Regions from separate parts of the Mus musculus genome. Here region 1 is linked to region 2. Evidence: chromatin contacts called from public promoter capture Hi-C data. All regions are on one chromosome and are shown on one strand. The core of a region is the stretch at or near the end of the contact, and the rest is flanking DNA. Distances in the headings are between cores, read along the strand shown.

The links. Promoter capture Hi-C pulls out the DNA fragments that hold promoters and counts their contacts.
Region 1: a contact with region 2 is called in a promoter capture Hi-C map of trophoblast stem cells, with 3 times the contacts expected there. The contact joins the promoter of Vps41 here to the enhancer-like site in region 2. A contact is called at or near these places in 7 of 39 promoter capture datasets (cranial neural crest, embryonic stem cells, epiblast stem cells and 4 more) and 1 of 9 other capture datasets (embryonic stem cells).

What each region holds. Positions count from the first base shown.
Region 1 is chr13:18,715,395-18,719,487 of GRCm38.p6, reverse strand. It overlaps Vps41 (VPS41 HOPS complex subunit), which reads right to left and starts at 2,196. Exons shown (of 29, transcript NM_172120.4): 1 at 2,152-2,196. The coding sequence starts at 2,172.
Region 2 is chr13:18,307,392-18,311,428 of GRCm38.p6, reverse strand. The region is part of intron 3 of Pou6f2 (POU domain, class 6, transcription factor 2); the gene reads left to right. Among named protein-coding and RNA genes, the nearest start is that of Gm31832, 28 kb to the right of the region's middle. Within about 2 kb of position 1,583, at least 9 of the 459 cell types and tissues checked have an H3K27ac peak or open chromatin away from gene starts, as enhancers often do. A contact at or near this core is called in trophoblast stem cells, where this site is marked.

The DNA of each region.
Region 1 (4,093 bases), core at 947-3,446, 410 kb before region 2:
TATTCAAGGTGCCAAAATATTAGCAGCACCAATCCAGACTTAAAAAAAAAAAAAGAAAAAGAAAAACCTACTCATGTTTAAACTAATGATATGAATATTATTTATTTATATTTTGACATAGCAATTTTTATGAATTCATAAAACAATTTATGAATGTCTGCTTCTTTCTGCAACAGGCAGTAGACTACTGGTCTTTCTCAAGGCTGCCCTGATAGCAATGGAGAAGAATGCATTTCCTAAAAGTACATCAGCTGTGAAAACACTACAGCAGGAATAAGGGCTAAATGGAAAACCATGAAGATGATAAGGGCTATTCCACATCATAAAGTTTTTATATATATATATACACATACATACATATATACACACACACACACACATATATACACACACATATTCATATATAAAATTTAGACAGGTTCTTCAGCATATTTTAAGACACAAGGTAGTGTGAAGAAAATGTGAGCTTTGGAGACATGACACTAAAACATTATAGATGTAAGCATGAGACAGTTCAAACTGACTGCATTTCAATTCATTTCTCTGTAAAATTCAATCATTTAATATATTAAGTATTAAGCAATATCCCAATATCAGCCATCAGTAATGAATAAATATTTATCATGTGGCAAGCAGAAGTGAGAATATACAAGGAGAAATAAAAAGCTTAAGATCATAAGTATTATGTAGACGAACATCAGAAGGTGGTTTCAAAGAATGAGCCACAATCGGAAAGCACACCATCCCAGAGGCCTGAGGACAGTAAGGGAGAAGGCCTTGTAGACGTCAGAGATCATGAAAAGGGGCAGTGTGAGCAAAGGTCCTGCGTGGGTACAGGCCTGGACTGGTTACAGAATAGCAAGAAAGGCAGCATGAGACAGAGTGGCTTACAGAGTCACAGAACCGAGGAAGGGGTGGATACTCAAGGCCCTTTAGGGTGATTACAATATGGGCACTGTTTTACCACAGTTTGGGACAAGAGGATTTAGGACATGGAGGCTGTATATGACTTCCATATCAGAATAAATATTTACCTCACAGAATTCTTTTAGAAGGACCAAATGCCATGTGTGAGGATCTTTTTAAGCTCGAAAGCACTGCACAACTGTGAATCAGGTTATCTGCCTGATTTTCTACATTTTAACATCAGACAGCCTTGGCAAATTCCTCTTCTGCATGAGTGGGAATACAAGGGCTACTCCATATTTCTATCACACTGGGTCTAATCTAAAAACTTAACTTGGATGTTTGTTTTACTACAAAACCACAACTGTATTTCAACGTGAAATGAAAATGCTCAATGTGAAAAGCCACCTTGCAGTAGTCAAACTAAGCAAGGTCTGCTGGGAAGGAAAACTCTTTTGCCTCGGACCTGCACTGCAAAAGACAGTTTGCACAAATGATAGTAAAGAGGCTCTTGTTAACGTAATGACAAAACCCAAATTTTTCCTTGTCAAATTCCGTAACTTTTGGCACACTCAAAATAAAGCACAGATGTGAACAGTAAAAAGTCCACTAGTAAATGTCTCTTAGGACAGTAAACAGAGCATCACCATGCATGTCTTAAGGAACATCACAGAAACTGGCAAGCAGGGCATTTAATATATGAGGGGGAAATATGGTAGATGATACATACATATATATGCTTCTATGTGTGTGTGTGTATACATATATGTATATGCATATACACACATACACATATATACATATACTTAAGGAATCTCTTCCGAGTTTTAGCCTGAGTCTTCTATTTTGTTAGTTTCATTTAATTTTGTCCTTCGCCCTATATCAGAACGTCTGTATGAAAAAAAGGCAATAATTTGTACTCAGCACCTCAATGCCACTTCTCAGCTATAGCTGGACGTTTCCATCTACGTCTTGCCAGCAACGGGAATAATCCTTAAAGCCTTGCATAGCAGTCTACTCTTAACTTGCCTTTTTCAAAAAATCCCATTTAACATAAACCAGAAGGGCTGAGCCCAGGCAAGGCCGGCTCGGACAGAGCGGGTGTGCAAGGCGCTATCCGCGCGGAGAAGGGCCACCCCAACTCGCCCGGTCAGAGCTGCCACGTTCCTGGCACTCCGCGTCCCAGAACCCCTCGCTCGGGTCTCCAGCTCCCGGCTGCCCCGAACTAGTTCTGCCAGCGTTTACCTGCTCCTCTGCTTCCGCCATAGCGCAGCCTGAGAGTCATGTGACATACCCGGAAATAGGAGAAAACAGCCCCTGGGCCACAGCCTACTGGGAAATGTAGTTTTTCCCGCACACTAATCTGGTTCCTTAGCCAGCTCTCATTTTTGCTCAACAGAGACACCACTATATCTATAATTAATGCTAAATTGTTATTTTGTTGTTGGTCTACGTTCTGTTGTTATTGTAGCATTAAGTTCTTTCTATTTCAGGCTCCCGTTTACAGTAAAATTATGAATTATCTCATTTTCTATTTCAGGCTCCCGTTTACAGTAAAATTATGAATTATCTCATTTAGTCCTCCCTGTGATCCCTCCTGTTACCGCCATTAACAGGGGAAAGGATAGTAACTCGGAGATTTCACTAAACTTACCTAAAAAGCCTAGGTTTAGAACCTATCCCTCTCCGAAGTCTAAGACTACTATATCAAATGTTCTTTAGTCTGATATGTTGTTGTGCCTGCCCACTCACTTTTTAAAGTGATAGTGACTATTTATATAAAAAAAAAAAAGTCTACAGTGGAAAGTGAGAAAATAATGTGTATTCCTGCAAAGATTTAGTATCTTGGTACATTAAATTGACATCTTTCATTTTAATTTAAAATTGAATTGTATAGATATTTTGTCTGCATGTATGTCTGTGCACACTTAGGAACCTCGTGTCCTCAGATGTCAGAAAAGCATATCAGATTCCCTGGAATTACAGATACATATATTTGAGAGCTGCCATATAGCTGTTGTGAATCAAATCTGGTCCCCCGTTAGAGAAAAAATAGCAACTGACATATGAATATAGAAAATTATAAATCTCTATTGTTTAATTGCTTCGTAACTCACATTGACTATCTTCAAGATACAATGTCAGATAATAATTTGTAAATGTAATATGAAAAACATCATTTAGAAAACTTGAGCTATCCTATGTTTCAGGACAAAGTAAACTATCTTTCCTATTCTGTGGGAATTCACTCATCTTATCCACTGATAGCCATTGTCTGTTTATTGTCTTAAGCAGCTGGCAACTCACAGAGGGCAGCACAGTTGGCAGACTGTGGCAGATGCCTCAGTGCCCTTTCGTTCCCTGTAATTCCCACTGACAGTAGCCTAGTAGGAAGTCATATTCTTAGTACTCAGCATTTCCCTTAGTCTCTAGATGTTGCTTTCTCAACTCATGGTCTTCAATGACCTGGAAGCCATGACGATGTCATCTTTCAGACTCTTGTCTTCTCCCAAGAGCCTTAATAAACCTCCAGCTCTTCCTGAGGCCCCTCTTCCAGTCTGCGCACCAAGCAGCTAATTTGGACACCCACAACCAAGGGTCCAAGGTCATGTCTGATCGAACAGAATTTTATATATGTTATTAAGCCACTCAGGCCCAAACAGCACTCATGGTGGACTTCAAGCTACTGAAAGACCTTGTTGTGAGAATTTTTTTTTAACTGGCAGGTGCCTAGACAATCTATCTCCTTCTTTCTAAGGTACCAATAACAAACCAAACTTCAGACCCATCAAGCTCCCCTGGGGAACCAATGAGCTTATTGAGCTTACAGAGCATGGGTGAAGGGCTACTGCCTGGAGCACAAGTGGCCCCAAAGCAACCACAATGGAAAGTTTTTACCCTCCCTGGCTGAAGACTTAACCATAACAATACATGGGTTTTCTTTTCCTTGTTTTCCCCTAGCCTAAGTCCTCTAACCTCTCACAGAAACTATGAAGGCACACACAATCAGTACAAAGCTGCATGAGGCTGGCTGTGATGAGAGATTGGGATGAGAGGCTGGTAAGGGTCCAGTGGCTCTCCCTACCTCCTCCTATGAAAGAATGATTGTTTACAAGCAGATGAAGATGGATATTGTTTGATTCAGAAGCTAGTGCTGTGCAACAAGCTCCTGCATAGCAGACACAGA
Region 2 (4,037 bases), core at 334-2,833:
AGTGTATCCCCTGTAGTGCGCTGTACTCTAGGTTGGAGTAGTAAAATGCATTTTGCATTGATGTTGTTTTCCACTTTGGATGAGCCTGTTTGTGTTGATGTCCATTACAAATGGAAGAGGACTTGTAGATGTACAAACATTTGCATACACACATACAAGCATGCACTGCCATTTGCACGTACTTCACATTTTCTTATTGTGCTTATTGCATCTGACAGAATAAGAAAAACATGTGTTATCTAAACCCCCCAAGTTCTATCACTAACTTCCATCCCAAACGGGGCATACATCACGGCATTATAATACCCTGATTTTATTCACAGAGCGTACCATCCTCCCACTTAGCTTTAACTGTTAAATTAACATAGCCTAGAACCATATCATAAAAGAAAAATCTTGATTGAGTAATTGTCTTTATCATATTAGAATAGGGTATACCTTTAAAAGATTTTCTTGACTGTCTTAATTGGTCTAGGATGGCCCAGCCCACTGTGAGCAATGCCATGCCTAGGCAAATGATTCTGGAATATATAAGTTAGCTAAGCATGGGCCTTAGAACAAGGTAGCCCAGCAAGCAGAGCTCCTCCAGGGTTTCTGCTTCAAGATTCCTGTTTGTGTCCCTGCCCTGACTTCCCTCAATGAGAGCCTATGACCTGAAAGTGTAAGCCAAATAAACCCTAAATTGTTTCTAGTCATGTTTTATGTTTTAATCACATAAAGAGACAAGAGTGGCCATATATGCATATATCAGTGTAATAAGACAATCATTTCTTGATATTCATAAGGGAATGGGTCCTGAATCTTCTCAAGAATATGAACATCTGCAGACGCTCAACCCTTAAATATAACAGCACAGTATTTCCACATAAAAGGCTATATCTTTCTATATTCTTAAGATCATACCTTGATTCATTACAATGCCCAATACAATATAAATGTTGTATATTTGCTTAGGGAGCTGTGATAAGAAAAAATGTCTATACATTTTCAGCACCAGTATAAATGTTTTAAAACATCTTTAAAATACATTTGAATCTATAATGTGGGACCTTTGGACACAAAGGAGCAGCTGTGTTATGTTTGTGAAAATACTGGTAACTAACATATACTTCTTAAATATCACAAAGAATTGTTCCAAGGAATGAATCCAAGAAGGCATCCTAAATTGATTAGAAAAACCTCTAAATGTCTCTGCAACATAAAAGTATTTGCTCTTATTGTCAGAGAAGGATTATTAGAAGAGGCTGTTAGGCCAAAGGCTGAACTTTGAAGGAAAGGTAAAGTTTGTCCAGGCAGAGAAAAGCAGGCCTGCTGAAATAAACAGAAAGGTCAAACGCATACCTCAGGCACTTCTTGATTGCTCTTTACAAAGTGGTGGAGGGGGAGAAAGAAAGCGAGATAGAAAGGAAGGAAAGAAGGAAGGAAGAAAGAGACAGACAGAGAGAGAGAGAGAGAGAGAGAGAGAGAGCCAATAAGTTTACTATAAATTATGAAAATTCTATTCTAATTACCTCTGAAATCTAAAGAGTTCAAGCCAGTGGCGCTCCCAGGCCTGAGGCCCAGGTGTTTACTCCACTGACCACTTCCGGTGACTCACTGCCCCGCTAGCTCTGTCGTGGCTTTGGAGCAAGGACACATAGGAGAAACTTAAGGTAGTGTAACTGCCTTTCTGGCCTACTTCCTTTAGAGAATTTCACATTTTATATCCACAGCTTCTCTTCAAATATCACCCACATGATTGTAACCCATGTCTGGCATATTGAAAATAAAGTAGACGTATTTACAAGGTTTCCATGTACCTTTCTATAGGGGCAGGCAGCTTCCAGTCAGTCCTCCCCACTGTTGCAAGAGAAAGGCTTCACAATTTATATGCAACTGTGAACATTAAAACAAGGAGAGTTTCTAATAATAATTATTTCGTCAGCAGTGTTTTTAATTCAACTTGGTACTTTTGCAGCTGAGCTGTATATAAGCCACCCTCTGAGGCTGGTGAGCACCCTTTCCATCCAGCGTGGACTCCATTAAACTAAGCTTCTGTAAACAGACATCAATTACAACTATTTTTAAGGGGTTTAAAATGTAATCCAACAGTGCTGCTTAACTAAATGAATCCTGGGAAGTGATCTCCAGTGAATTAATAGAGCAGTGTGCGGACACGTCGCTATGACTCTGAGCTAATGACTGGAGAAGATCAAATTAATTATGAGTGTCTCCAAGGAGTTTTCTGGAAGAATCCTTTACCAGTGGAAGTGCGTTTAACCCTTCGTGTTCAAAAGCCCGGACACTTTCTAATTGCTAACATATCAAATAATAACAGGAAGAGAAAGGTGTCTGCCTTCTCCTTGGAAGTGCAGGTTTCAGATGTATCAAAGCATCTCTCCCCACTGGGAGAGAGAATTCTTGTGAAGACTTGGATTCGCCAGTCCTTTATCAGAGGCTGGAATCCAGCTGAGTTTGTGTTTGACCCACCCTCTGAATTCCCTTGGCAAGGATCTGCAGGAAATTTTAATGACAGTTGTATGGCTAAAATGTATCCAAGAAAGAACTTTAATTGGTCTTGGAGAATAGCTATATGAACACTGGTCAGATGTGAGTCTGTACTGACCAGGCTAAGGGGTTCAAAGTCATGATAAACATGACCGTATCCCAAAAGGATGTAATACAGGTTGAACATCCCTAATATAAGACTCCAAAATGCTCGAAAATCTGATTATTAACACAACTCTTTAAATGGAAATTTCAGCAAACTGACATACTAAAAATACCATATAAAATTGCCTTCTGGCTAAGTGTACAGGGTAGATGGGAAACAAATTAATTCCATGTTTAAACTAGGGTCCTGTTCCAAGTGTCTCATTATAGCAGAGACATGAACAGTAGTAAAACTGTTTTACTTTGGGATATGGGATACGAGATGCACAAGATTCACCACAAAGGCTGCCGAACGATCCAACTGCCCCAGTCAACCACAGCAGGACCATACTCAGACCATGCTCTCTGTCCCACCCATCAGGTTCTGCAGGAATTACTCTTACCCCAGCCCTGGCTTTGGCCCTCTGTGTTTCCCTGTAATGATTTTTGAAGTGTTTTGTAAATAATCTGCCTTTAATTTTATTATCATGGTGCTGAAAAAAAAATAGTGGTTATCAATGATGGAGTGCCTGCTGCATAGCATGATGGGAGGTAAAGGGCCAACATGTAAAAATCAAAAGGAAGGAAAAAGAAAGAAAGAAAAGCATGTTGTAATTAAGAGGTAAATGACAATGTGTAGAGCTGGAAGGCAGACATACACAAGAAGAAGGCAGGAGCTGCACACGCAGACATACACAAAATCACATTATGGCAGAAATAAAGGGAATTTTGTTCCTGGACTCTTGGATCTTCAAATACAGCAGTATCATTTTCTGAAACTTTCCAATCTTTAAGCACCCGTTCTTCATCCTTCTGCAGAATGATCTATGATAGCCATGCCTTTGGTTTTGAATGTGTGAGTTTATTAATATAGTAAGCCAATGTTAGCGGATAAATAGCAAGAGTTACATAAGTAGATGGTCAGACAACCTGACTGGGAAGCCCTTTGAAGAAGCTAGAGGGAATGCCTAGTTGGGACAGTTTCCGAAGAGACTTTCAAGTAAAAGAAAAAACAGCTGCAGATCGATAACCCCTACAGCACTCAGCGGAAATGAACTGGGGTAGTTAAGGCAACCTGCTGGAGCAACTCGTTGAAACTTGAGAGAGAAGCTTCTATTCTCAAACTTCCAGCTCTCCTCCCACTGCAGACACTTTTACACTATGGAATAAACAATGATAACCTGTGTTGGAAACTAGCTAGTTTCAAGGGTGTTTTCTATTGGGTCGTTTCGCTTTTCCTTTTCCTGCCTGTCACAGAGTTAGGGGTTAGTCCATCACCTGATAAGCATCCTTTAAGGAAACAAACATGCTCGAGTTCCAAATGGGGGGAATGTCGAATCGTATCAGCCCATGTCTCTCACTTGGCAGGTACTATCCTCCTTTCAGAACCAGTTCTCAGGGAACTT